Linked DNA regions of Mus musculus: region 2 is linked to region 1. The links are chromatin contacts, called in public promoter capture Hi-C maps. All regions are on one chromosome and are shown on one strand. Each heading gives the region's core, a stretch centred on a gene start, on an enhancer-like site or on the middle of the called end of the contact. The rest is flanking DNA. Distances are from core to core; before and after follow the strand shown.

The links. Promoter capture Hi-C pulls out the DNA fragments that hold promoters and counts their contacts.
Region 2: a contact with region 1 is called in a promoter capture Hi-C map of liver. The contact joins the enhancer-like site here to the promoter of Acsm5 in region 1. A contact is called at or near these places in 6 of 39 promoter capture datasets (cranial neural crest, embryonic stem cells, epiblast stem cells and 1 more), 8 of 484 Hi-C or Micro-C datasets (liver and nephron progenitors), 6 of 115 datasets of contacts at active chromatin or transcription factors (hepatocytes, intestinal villus epithelium, kidney and 1 more) and 4 of 9 other capture datasets (adipose tissue, embryonic stem cells, liver and 1 more).

What each region holds. Positions count from the first base shown.
Region 1 is chr7:119,521,290-119,527,621 of GRCm38.p6, forward strand. Acsm5 (acyl-CoA synthetase medium-chain family member 5) reads left to right here and starts at 4,976. Exons shown (of 14, transcript NM_178758.3): 1 at 4,976-5,148. It overlaps Pdilt (protein disulfide isomerase-like, testis expressed), which reads right to left and starts at 2,193. Exons shown (of 12, transcript NM_027943.1): 1 at 1,966-2,193.
Region 2 is chr7:119,629,493-119,635,861 of GRCm38.p6, forward strand. Acsm1 (acyl-CoA synthetase medium-chain family member 1) reads left to right here. Exons shown (of 14, transcript NM_054094.6): 3 at 3,570-3,780. It overlaps Gm19950 (a long non-coding RNA gene), which reads right to left. Exons shown (of 4, transcript XR_869907.2): 2 at 1,685-1,799; 3 at 254-413. Among named protein-coding and RNA genes, the nearest start is that of Gm19950, 9.8 kb to the right of the region's middle. Within about 2 kb of position 2,844, at least 3 of the 459 cell types and tissues checked have an H3K27ac peak or open chromatin away from gene starts, as enhancers often do. A contact at or near this core is called in hepatocytes and liver, where this site is marked.

The DNA.
Region 1 (6,332 bases), core at 3,726-6,225:
CATCACCCACAATGGGCTGGACCTTCCCCCATCAATCACTAATTAAGAAAATTCCCTACAGGTTTGCCTACAGCCCAATATTATTGAGGCATTTTCTCAACTGAGACTCACTCCTCCCAATGACTCTAGCTCATGTCAAGTTGACATAAAACTAACCAGTACAAGATCCAAATATCTATGTGCTTCAAAGGTTCCAGATGATTCTTAAACTGTTGTTGTTTCAACTCTTTACTTGAGTACTCTTAGCCACACCCCCTGAATAGTCTCAGCCACACCCCCTGAGTAGTGCCACTCCTCCTGATCCTGTGGGGGCCATTTTTATTCAAACCAGCACATTCACTCATTCATTAGTTCGCTCACTATGTATTTTTTCAAGTCATGAGCCATGCTGCCTTCCCTTCTAGGCACAGAAGACACAGGAGTGGATGAAACAGACTAGAGTCTTTATGTTCTGCTGGGAAACAAGTAGATGAGACAAAAAAGAAGGTGCTGATAAGAGCTGGGAACAAGAGCAGGGAGGAAGGACTGGAAAATGATGGAAGAAAGGAACAGCATAGCATTTAAGGGAGGATGGTGGTAGAAAGCTTTGTTCAGGGAACACGTGACTAAAGCAAGCAAATAAAATGAACTGTACATTCTCCAGGAGTGGAGAGAATGTAAACCCTCCTCCCAGCCATCACGTGCTGCCCTTTTGCTCTTTCTACTGAGAGTCCCCTGAAACCTAGGCTTGGCTCTGTGTCATCTCTGGCAGACCATCAAGAGCTGCATCCCTGCTTGCACTGTGCCCTCAGCTGTTCTCTGCCAATGCCTTGCCCGCTTGTTACCTAGGTGTGGACCTCATTCTTTTTGTGCCTGCTTGCTCCTGTGGCCAGCATCCTTCCTGCTCAGTCCTAAAAATTCCAAACTCAGACTCAATATCAGCCCCCAGTTCAGGGGACAGTGACTGTTCCTTGGTAGGAATAGCAGATGCTGAAAAGGTGTTCCTAAGCCCCTTTGTGGGATTTTCACTACCAGGATTCCACCAAGACCTCCATATCGCAACCACCATTGGCTCTTATCCAGACCATGTGATGCTTGCTGGTCATCTATTCTTTATATTCCTCAGTCCTCTGACACACACTCACAGCAGTTAGAGACCACCATTTTTAATATGAACTAGACCAACTTGCTTCTCTTTCTGGAAAGGTTCCCATGATCTGTCAGCATGAATCATCCAAAACCTTGTGTTAGTCTCTTGGCTGCAGTGTCTCTAGACCTTGTCCTTAATGCCCTGTGACCTAGGCCCCTCCCCAACTCCACCCAGGACTTTGCCTCTGCCTAGGACTTATTTATCTCACTCCTGATCATCCAGAGCTGAGTGTTGAAGCCCCTGCTGAGAGTATGTACCATGGACACCAGAGGCCACCCCAGCTCAGATACCAGCTCTCAGGAGGGAAGGTTTCTCAAGCCACCCGGCCTCATTCACCTCCATCTGGAGCACACTGGCCCCCCAAGCACCCGTGTTTATTTCATATTCCAGTTTGTTTTTGCCAAGCTGATTAGATATTCATGATCTTCCCACCTCAACCTCCCAAGCGCTAAGATTTCAGATAATGCACAAATAGCATTGTTCATAGCTGCTTCTCCACCTCCTAGAACCACGCCTGGACCTGTTTTGATGCTCCGTGAATAGTGAGTGTATGGATGGCCTCGTTTAATTCTTACTACAAGCCCCAAGTCCTATTTTAGTGGGTCAATTAACAACTAAACAGTAAGGTTTTTACAAGAGTTTTGTTCTGTTTGTTTACAAATACTAATGCTTGGGTCTAAATCCAAACAGGTCTGGGGTGGGGTCATGCTGCTCCTATAAAGCCATTGTACTGGCCCTAATGTGTTGCATCTTTAATATATAATACACCCTACAAAAGGAAGGTCACCAAGGCAGGCTTGTCAATCAGAGAGTGGTGTTATTTGGCAAGCTCATACCTGCAAGCAGCTGGATTACTTTCGGGGCTGTCAGGCCACATGGAGCTGGGGCAGTCAGCCCTGTGGCAATCAGGGAGGGTGCAGAAGTCTGAGGAGAAGGCTTTAAGTTTCCTCTTGTGTTGAGAGCAGGACCTGTCTGCTAATGAGTGAGCCCAAGAAACCCAGGAGCAGAAAGGGAGTTCCTGCTTGAGCACATGGAGGTCACAGCTGCCTCTGAAACTATGTTCTGAGTTCTGGGATTCTAGAGGGCCAGGTGAGGGAGCTTTAGAAGAATGGGCCATTGTTGAGTAAGAGGGGCCCAGCCTAGCAGCCCTGTTCAAAGCGTGTACCCATGGACACCAAGGACCAGAAGCCAAACTGACTGTAGGAAGCTGGCTGGCTGTGGATTGGTGTTCGAATCTTAGCACTGTCCTAACCCACATGACCTTAAACATGGTGTTTCCTCTTTCTGAGGCTTGGTTTTCTCGACTGTTCAATACGGTGACATTCACTGTGTACAGAAAGGGTTAAACAAACTGATGGGTGCAAAATGAGAAGCTGAGTATATGGAAGGCAGTAAGCACTCTCTCCCACCTCCACTACTGTTGGTCTCTTAGACTTCCCTTTCTTCCTCTCCCTTGCTCACCTCCCTTCTCTTTCGTTCCCTTCCCTTCACTCCCCTCCCCTCCCCTCCCCTCCCCTCCCTCCCCTCCCTCCCCTTCTCTTCCCTTTCCCGCTCCCCTCCCCTGCCCTCCTTTGAACTTGCTGTCCTGTCCTCTTCTCTTCCCCTATCCCCTCTCCTCCCCTCCCCTTCTCTTCCCTTTCCCCCCTTCCCATCCCTGCCCTCCTTTGCGCTTGCTGTCCTGTCCTCTTCTCTTCCCCCTCCCCTCCTCTTCTCTTCTTTTTCCTCCCCTCCCCTTCTCTTCCCTTTCCCCCCTCCCCTCCCCTGCCTTCCTTTGCACTTGCTGTCCTGTCCTCTTCTCTTCCCCTCTCCCCTCCCCTTCTCTTCCTTTCCCTCCCCTCATCCACCCTTCCTTTCCCTCTGGAAGCACTGGGAAGAAAACCCAGGGCTTCGCACATACTTAGCAGTGCTTTGCCACTTCCACTGTGGAGCCACACTCCAGGCCTTCTAAGTTCCTCTCCTTAGCTGTCTTCCAGCCACATGAACCTCTTCCTTCTTCCTCAAATGAGTAAGAAGGTGATGCCCACCTTCTTACCTCAGGGCCTTAGAGTTGCAGTCTCCTTGGTCAGGAAGCTCTTTACCCAGCAATACTCAAGACTTCTCTTGGCTTCTTTAAAGCCTAGGGACATGTCTTTCCCGGCTGCCCCTTTCCCAATCACTTTGTATCAAATGCTAACAGCCTCACCCTGTTTTGGGCCTTAATTGTCTCCTGAATTACATGTCATTTCCTTTGCTTAGTATATACTAGGCACCCAGGAAATATTATTAAAATAAAGGCTGTTTGTATGATTAGTGTGTCATTGTTATGGCCAGAGTTTTCACCCTTCAGCTTTCTGCTGCCCCAGCTCTTATCAAATACTGACAGACACAGGGATATTGAAATTCTATCACCTGAAGATAGCTCATTTGTCCATATATCTGGGTGTGTAGAACATATCTCTAGAAACTGCTGCAAATTCAGGCATGGGCTTATTGCCTAGGACCCAGTGAAGACACTGTGGCCAAGGCAGTCAGGGAGAAAGAAATGCTGCTCACGTGGACATGGGCCTGGTTGACCTGACGAGATCAGAGGAGGAACATGGCGTATGATTGCTACACAGCCTGTGTGACAACCCCTCATCCCCCTCTAGTGTTAAGAACAATGCTCTGAGGTCCTGTGCTGGGGTATGGGGACTTTGTCAGGTTAGATTTTATCCAAAAATACATACATACATACATACATACATACATACATACATACATACAATAAAAAAAGCAAAACACAGAAATCACTTTGAACTTATTACCCATGGAAAACCCCAACACAGTATCTGGCAGTGAAAAAATATTAAATGAATCTTCACCTTTGCTACTTGAGGACTCAACAAAGAATCACGACCTCTCCCAAATGAAGGAGTATTCTGAGTGCAGGAGTGCCAGAGTGCAGAGGATCCCAAATCTACACCCACGTGTCCTGATGTGCCTGTGTGAAGGGGAGACACACTGGGAATTAACTAAAACTACACAGCAACTAAAACTACACAGCATTAGAAAGGGGCCCGTCCTAGAGAGGGAGGAATGGTGGTCAGAGGAGGAGTGGCAAAAGACTGCTGGTGGAGACAGTTCTGGTCTGAGGGAGTCCCGGGGCTGTTCCATGTGAGACTTTAAGGTAGGATACCGTGTAGAAGGGGCATCTGGGCAGGAAGACTCAGGCATGGAGCTGCACTGTGCTGGAAACAATTACGGGGTGGGGTGGAGCACAAATTAACCTGTGGGAGCTTCGGAAGCTGGTTCTGGTGATAGCTACACTAATGGCATCCCAATGGCTGTGGATCAGGATGGTTTTTTGCTGCTGTTCTCAAAGAAGCAGCCTGCCTGCCTGCCATGCACCCATATCACAGCTTTGGCTTTAACCCTTGAGGAAGTAGGGAGCATTAGAAAGCTTTCTATTTGATCTCAACAGCTTTATTTAGGTAATATCCAGTTTTTTTTTCTTTCCAGTAAATTTATGTAATTGTCCTGCCTTGGCCCCCATCCAAGAGCCATTTTATTCGTTCAAAGAATCCTGCTCACATCCTTTGCCAAGCTATTCCTTCAGGGTCACATTTTTTATCTTTAAGCCCTGGGCAAAGGGTATTGGGGGTGCAGAAGGGGGCATTCAGGTGAAAAACAGATAGGATCTGGTTTATTGTCCTTTCTGTTAAAGCAGCATAAAGCTCTCATTTGAATTCCAGGGAGCACGTGTACTAGTGTGCCAGTCCCTAACAGGCTGACTCCAGGCCAAGGTTTATCTTGCAGGCACTGTTTGCCTGGGAAACCCTGGCAGGGAGCTGCTTTCACCAGCTCACAGTGTCCTGACCCTCTGAAACTTGAAGCTGCTGACTTCTAACCCTGTTTTCTCCAGGCTGTGCTTGGGGCTAAAGCTCCCTGTCCCAATCCTGCCTTCATCGCTTCTGGGGAAATCTTCTCAGGAGCTTTTAGGTCTGCCTTGCTGCTGCAGTGAAACGCAGATGCCTTTTGTGTACCTCAGATTTTAAAACAAGGTAACTGAGCAAGAAACCCTTCACTGGCACGTGCCACCTACCCAGAGACCTTTGGGGATTAAATCAAGGATAGGAATGGCACAATGTGACCTTAGGAAATTGTCAGGAAAGACCTGAAGGCTGTGGAGGTCAGCCATCAAGAAGGGAAGAGTCAAAGAAACGGGTGTGTGTGAGGCAGAATACAGGAGCGATGTCCGGGAGATCCGAGGCTCTAAACCCGGTGTTAGTGGCTACGAGCCAAAGGCTGAACCTAGACTTTTCTGGAAAGTGAGAGTCGGAAGTAACTGTTTCCCTTCTAAGCCGCCTCCTCTAATGAGGAAAGTAGAATTTGGGAGAGAGTTGTCACAGGGCTTCATGAAAAGCTTTTTGTGTAGTTCTTACCGTTGATCGAGCGCTTATGTTATTATACACAATAATGGGTTTCAGCGAGGCTTTTCAGACCCGGATAAAATGTGTTTTCATCCTAATCATCCTCGTTTCCACTCTTTGTCCCTTTCCATCCCCACTGATGCCCTCCTCCTCCTCCTGCTCCTCCTCCTCCTCTCCCTCCTCCTCCTCCTCCTCTCCCTCCTCCTCCTCTCCCTCTTCCTCCTTCTCAACTAGTCCCTCTCTGGCATTTTTGGTTTTTTAAGTTATTATTTCCTGAACCCAGTGAGTTTAATTAGAGTTACTTACAAAAGCATGGATAGTTTCAGGTGCATGGGCAATTTATTGATGTGAAATTGTTGTTGGGTTTTTTGTTTTTTGTTTTTGTTTTCGCAATATGCTCTGTGCACAGTCAGCCTTCAGTGGTTGTGGGAATGGGCCTTTCCTGCTGTTTAAACTATTATCATTGTCTTACTGTTACCCTGTTCTGTTATCACTAGAGGAATTTGCCCCAAGGGACTGAAACTGAAAGTGTCCCCAGGCTACAGATATCTCTGGGATCCTGTGAACATGCAGAGTCACACTCACAGGTGGGAGCCAAGGCACAGCTCTGGGGACCACTCATGCTCTAAGGTCCTATCCCCTGAACAGCAAGGCCCTAAAACAGCTCTGACCACTGGCAGCTCCTGGCACTTAAGAAACCTAGCTGTTGTGTTAGCCTCAAGTGCACACTCTGCTTGCAGTCTCGGTACAAAAGACAAGTGATATGTTGTTCACATGCCTGGCTAAGTACCATATATATTATCTAATTTGTTTCC
Region 2 (6,369 bases), core at 1,594-4,093, 110 kb after region 1:
CACAGTGATAAAGAGACAGTGGTGTTAGCTTGATCCGTGTTTTCTCCATAAAACGTTGAGCTTATGGGATTAACAACCAAGTAAATCATCTTATAGGAAAGTCCAGGATGGCTGGATTTCATAACATCATAGGTGGTCACTGCCATTTCATCTGTATCTCCAATCACCACTCCCATTTACAAGCTTTCCTATCCCATTAATATTCAAATATCTTGGATCTGTCATGAGATCATGATTAATTCAGACCACTCACCATTAGCCTGTTGTGACTTTGGAGCCTCACACAGTAGTCTGTCAATATGCACTGATAGGATGAGTGAGCATGGGGTCTGTCCGTGTCAGCACTCCCGTGAAGCCTCTGCTTTCTGCAGCATCTCCTGTGAATCACTAGCAAGCATCGCTCTGAAACTGATCTGTGGTCCAATCAACAGCACTGCCCCAAACTGACAATGTGTCTATACATATATTTAGTTAGTTAGTTAGTTAGTTAGTCAGTCAGTTAGTTAGTTAGTTAGTTATAGTTACAGTTACAGTAGTTAGAGTTGGAGTCCTGAAGCAGTCCCCAAATCTATTCAGGAGAGGCCACATTCCCATCAGCTTGTTTGTATTCTGCCTCTTACACACTCCACTCATTTGTTCATTCATAGAATTAAATTTTGATTGGCACCCAGCATGGGGATAGGAGAGTAAATGAGATACACAATGCTCAATTTTTCCTGCCATTTTCTGTTACTTCCTTCGTGCTGTTACTTTATGCTAATTGAATATTCTATGACGACATTTGTGCCTTTTTTTCCCATTTCTTTTGTGTATATTCTATTGATATTTTCCTGGTGCTTACCATGAGGACTGCATATAACATTCTGTAGCAACCAGAGTCTATTTTTAACTTTGAAAAGCTTGTCCTCAATCACACTAGAAACTCTCTCTCCCCACAGCTCTGCCCCATTCAACCCCAACCTGAGATTCCTGATGTCACAAATTCCACTTCTTTTGTACACACTTTAATGTGGGTTTATCATTGTCTTTTAAATATAATTAAAGAATAAAAGTAGAGGCCAGTGAGATGACTCAGCAGGTAAAGGCCCCGGCTGCTGCCAACCCTGACAACTAGAGTTCAGTCCCTAAGATCCACATGGTAGGAAAACATCCACTCCTGAAAGTTGTCCTCTGAAATTCACACTACAGCATGCACAACTGTAAACTCCTGAGTGTGCATGCACGTGCACACACACACACACACACACACACACACACAAATAAGTAAATAAATAATTACATGACATTATTTTAAATAATAGGTGAAGTTACAAGCCAAAAATATACCAATAATGATATCATAGTCTTATAAGTGTCTCCATGTTAATAAGAAAACATGTGTTTTCCTATTTGTTAATGTCCACTTCCTTTCATTTCAAGGTGAAGACTCCTGGAATTTCTTGTAAGGCAGGTCTGGAAGTGATGGACCCCTCCTGTTCAAATTCTCTGTGAATATTTAAATTTCTCCCTCACATTTAAAAAAAAATGTTAAGTAATTGGCTATTATTGGGGCTCTATTTCTCCCTCTCCCTCTCCCTCTCCCTCTCCCTCTCCCTCTCCCTCTCCCTCTCCCTCTCCCTCTCCCTCTCCCTCTCCCTCTCCCTCTCCCTCCCCACTTCAAATATATGATCTCAGGTCCTCTTACCTTACAAAAAGAATGTGACAGTCAAGGACAAGCTCCTCAAGGGTCTCTTGGTCTTGGACACCATTAGTTGCTGTTCTTTCAGACACTCAAGATCAGGCCTGTGCTTCCAGCCTTCCTGTGTAAATAAATTACAATTCCCATGGGTCTCATTGGGCTTCCCCTGGAGGTGTTGAGCTGTTTGTATTAGATTATTTAGGTCTTTCCTTAAACTTAGCAGTTTGGGGCCATTGTTTCTTCAGATAAGATGAACAGCTGTGTCTTCTCCTAAGACTCCCAGACTACACATGGGTCTGGAAAGCCTGCAGGTTTCTTCATTCTTGTTCTTCATGAGCAACAATTTCAGATGACCTACACTCACCTTCATCCATTTGTTTCTTCTGCCTGTTGAATCTCCTGGCAAGCCCCTCTACTGCATGCTTATTCAATTACTACATTCTGGGTCCTAGACTTTAACTTATCCCTCTTTTAAAAGGTTACTCCTCTATTGATACTTCCATTGGATTCATTTGTACTGTTTCTGATCTCCTTTTGATCTTTGTGTTTTTCTTTAGCTGTTTGAGTAAATTGAACACAGATATTAAAAATAAATATTGTCTAATAGACAAAGTCCATACAGCTTGAGTTTCTTTTGGGGAGGGGGGATCGATTTTGTCCCTTTGAATCGATGGCATCTCTCTAGTTTTTGTTTGTTTTTTGTATACCTGTGGTAATTGATTGAATGTTGGACATGTGGATGAAGAAGTCCCCCCTTTTTCAGTCATGCAGATAACTCAAGAAAGGAAGGCTGTCACTAATGTGGCTAGCTGAGGGCTCCATGTCATCTGCAGCCTTCCTGACATTTGCCTTCCCTGGTCCTTTCTGTATCCTTTCCTCCTGTTCCAGTTTTCACAGTTACATGGCCAGTGTTACTAACTACAGTTCCCTTTTAAGAATTCACCTCTGCTGCTTCTTGTGGCTTTGGCAGTTCTATTGTGTTCCTTGCTCTATCACATCTCAGCCATAGGTGCTCACCAGTCTTTATACACCATAGACCCTGCTACCCACACAGAGATAACCACCCTGAGAGTCAAATTATGATGGCATTCCCCTATGACCTTCAAATCAGGCAGGAGAGAAAGCAGTTCACCCAGTGTCTCCTGAATAGGTCAGGACACTGCAAACAAGTTCCAGCCTTCTCCATGCACCTGGAGTTGGGTGGCTTCCCCTTGTTTGCACTGCACCACACCAAAGGTGTGGCAAGAAAGGACAAGAAAGAATGACACAAAATACCCTGCATTCTGAGAGTGGTTTTAGCTGCTCAACTGTTGCAGGCCCTTCACTGATTTCTAAGGTTCTCACAGAGCTACTTTGGGCAATCTGTTATTGTTTGATATTTCTGTGAGGAAACAAGGACCAGTAGGTTCCTTCTATTCTGTGTTCACGTCCTACCACTAGTAATACCTTTTAAAATGTTACCTAAATATTTAGCTATGACTTCACCCTCTTTCCTTTTTCCATGATACTATTTTATTGAGCAAATACTTTGTGCCAAACACTATTAATATGGTTTATTTATCTAAAGCTTACTGTTGTTTAGGCAATATTGTTGAATCCATTACATAGAAGGAAAAACTGAGGCAAAGAGAGAAAAATCACCTAAATGAACCTAGAACGGACAAAAGGAGAGGCAGAATTGTTTGTCTTCAGTGGAAAGCTTGAAGAGTATTTGTGGTCACATGTGACTTAGTTAGGGGGTAGCCCCCAAGTCATTCCCTACTTCTCTGGAGTCTATCAATGTCTTAAGATGGGATCTCACTATACTAGACTCACACTGGAATGTGACTATGGAAGTGGGTTGTCTCGTCCCTGAAAGCAGGAGTGAAGTTTGGTATCTAATCTTACCTAGGAGGGCAAGAGAGGACCAAGTCCAGCCTTTTGGTGGGTGAATGGCCAAGGAGATGAAATAAAGTGGAGCTTCAGGAAGCTGAGGGACCTCACCTGTCGCACTGCCAACGTCTTTGAGCAGATTTGTGGCCTGCAGCAAGGAGATCACCTGGCCTTGATTCTGCCCCGAGTGCCCGAGTGGTGGTTGGTGACAGTGGGCTGCATGCGAACAGGTCAGTGATTCACACACGGGACCCATTAGACCTCAGTGCTGGGACTGTAGGTGCTGTGGACACAGCCTAGTACAGATGAAGCTCTGGGGCTCCAGTCTTGGCTTCTATGCTGGGACCACGGAGGAAACCTCTGTCCTTCCATCTGAGGCTGGACAGCTCGGCTGGAGATAAAACGTTGTCTCTTCCTCACATCTTCCTTATTCTTCAAGTCTGTCTCTTTCTCCCACTCCCATGTGTTCTCACACCTTCTTTCTCTTTCCCTAACACTCTGGAATTAATATGCTCTAAATACAATATCATGCACTCCTCGCTTCCTCTCTCAGAATCCGTTGTGCATATCGTGAAACTACAAATACCAGGTAAGTACCCATGAGCACAGGAACATAAAAATCTGCTAAAACCCAAGATGTTCCCTTCACAAACTCACAGGGGAGTTATGACACAAGCCTAACTTCAGCGTATTATAGTTGCCTATACATAAGTAACAAACTTTCTTTGATTATCCAAACAGTATCCTTTAGAGCCAGTTTCTCTTTAAATCCAACAGAGAATCGTGCACTGTATATAGTAGTCAGATCTGCTCCATCTCCTTTAACCTACAGGATTTCAGACTTCTCTGCATGGCAGCGGCAGTTTTGAAGCATCCAAGCCAGTTGTTTTGCAAACTGCAGCTCAGGTTTGGGATTTATGATTCTTCCATTGTAGCTCTCCTCACCTGAGTTGCATCTGACTGCAATCCTACAAAACAAGGTTGTGCCTTCCTCAGCACACATGTCAGAATGTGTGAAGTGGGCTTTACCCCAATTCAGGGATAAATATTTCATCGCTTAATGTCAGGCAGTGTGATGTGTTTATAAAAAGATAAAGAGTTAGGGGTTATGTTATATGGGGGTATGGTGAGGTATGGGGAAAGGGTGTGGGTGCCTCAGTGGGTCCATGCTGAGGCATCCCTTGCCCCTGAAGGACCAGCCACACAACAGTATAGTATAGAATAGAGTTTACTCAGGGCATGGGAAGGGGAGTTAAGAGGGTAGTAGAGGCAGAGAAAGGCAGAGAGAGGGAGAGAGTAGAGAAGTAGAGGCCGGCCATGACCATGTTGGGGGGCGGGGAATGGGGAGAGAGGGGGAGCAAGAGGAAGCAAGAGGGAGCAAGAGAACAAGAGGCAAGAGAGAGAAGCAAGAAAAGGGAAGGGGGCAAGCAGCCCCTTTTATAGTGGGTCAGGCCTACCTGGCTGTTGTCAGGTAATTATGGGGAGGAGCATACCTGGCTTTTGCCAGGTAACTGTGGGGTGGAGCTTAGACAGAATGCTAACACAGTATCCACCTGCTTCCCCTGCATTATGCTGCAAATCTTTTTCCCCAAAAAGACTTTTATATGATTTGGCTCTCTGTCAACGCTACTATTGTGGCCTTATAGGGATGTTTTCCATTTGTATCATAACATTGACATGCTATTTATTAAAAATCACACACAGAGATTTCCCTTCCTTTTGCAATTACTTATCTACCTTTATGTATAATCTAGAATCCACATGGTTTTGTATTTCAGGCTTTCATTGCTGTGGTCAACAGTTGGGAAAATATCAAACTAAAAGCAGAAAGGTTTGCCTTGACTCACAATTTCAGCCCATGGCTGCCTGGCTCTGTTGCTGCCTGAGGCAGATCATCATGTATCCATGTGATAGAACAAAGTATCTAGGCCAACTCATAGAATCAGGAAACAAAACACAAGAGTCAGGAAGAGATCCAGAACATGACACTTCCAATGACTCACTTCATCAAAGACTCCTCCCCAGTAGTTCATCCAAATTATAAGCCACCTATAGATTAATCTGTTCATTAGCTCAGAGGCCTTGTCATCCAAACACCTTTCAGTGCCTTTGGTCTACCAGCTGGGGATCAAGCCTTTAACATATGAGCCTTTGCAAACTGTAGAACTCATACAATCTTGCAATCACCTTCCTCATCTCAGCATGCATATTCTGTAACATGTCTTTCTTCTCTCCTGCCCTCTCTTCCTGCTTCCTTCCCTTCCTTTATTTTCCTTCCCTTTCACTATCTAACAGAGTACAACATGGAACCAAGAACTACTAGCATAGGCAAAGAGAACATAGAAAGAAAAACTATGTTTCTATAACCAAGAAATGGATAATGGGAAGCCCAAGGCTATATAGCTGAGTTCTCTGAGGTGAGCAGAATTAAAGAAGGCTACAAGCAAAGAAAGGTGGTCCAATAATGGGTTCTCCACATGCAAAGACAGGAGGACTCACACACACACAAAGGCATGCATGCACACACACACAAACATGCATTCATATGCACACATACATACACAAAGGCATGCATGCACACACACACAAACATGCATACACATGAACACACACACATACATATACACATACATGTGCCCACAGTGTACACACTTACATGCATACACACAGCCAATTTAAAAGAGAAAAATAGAGAGGAAGAAAGGTAGATAAATAGTGGGAGGTGCCTACAATGTCAGATGTCAGAATAGGAAACAGGGTATCTTCTTGGAGACAGAGGGCACAGGCATTCTGCAAAGAAGAGATGTGGATAGAAAGGT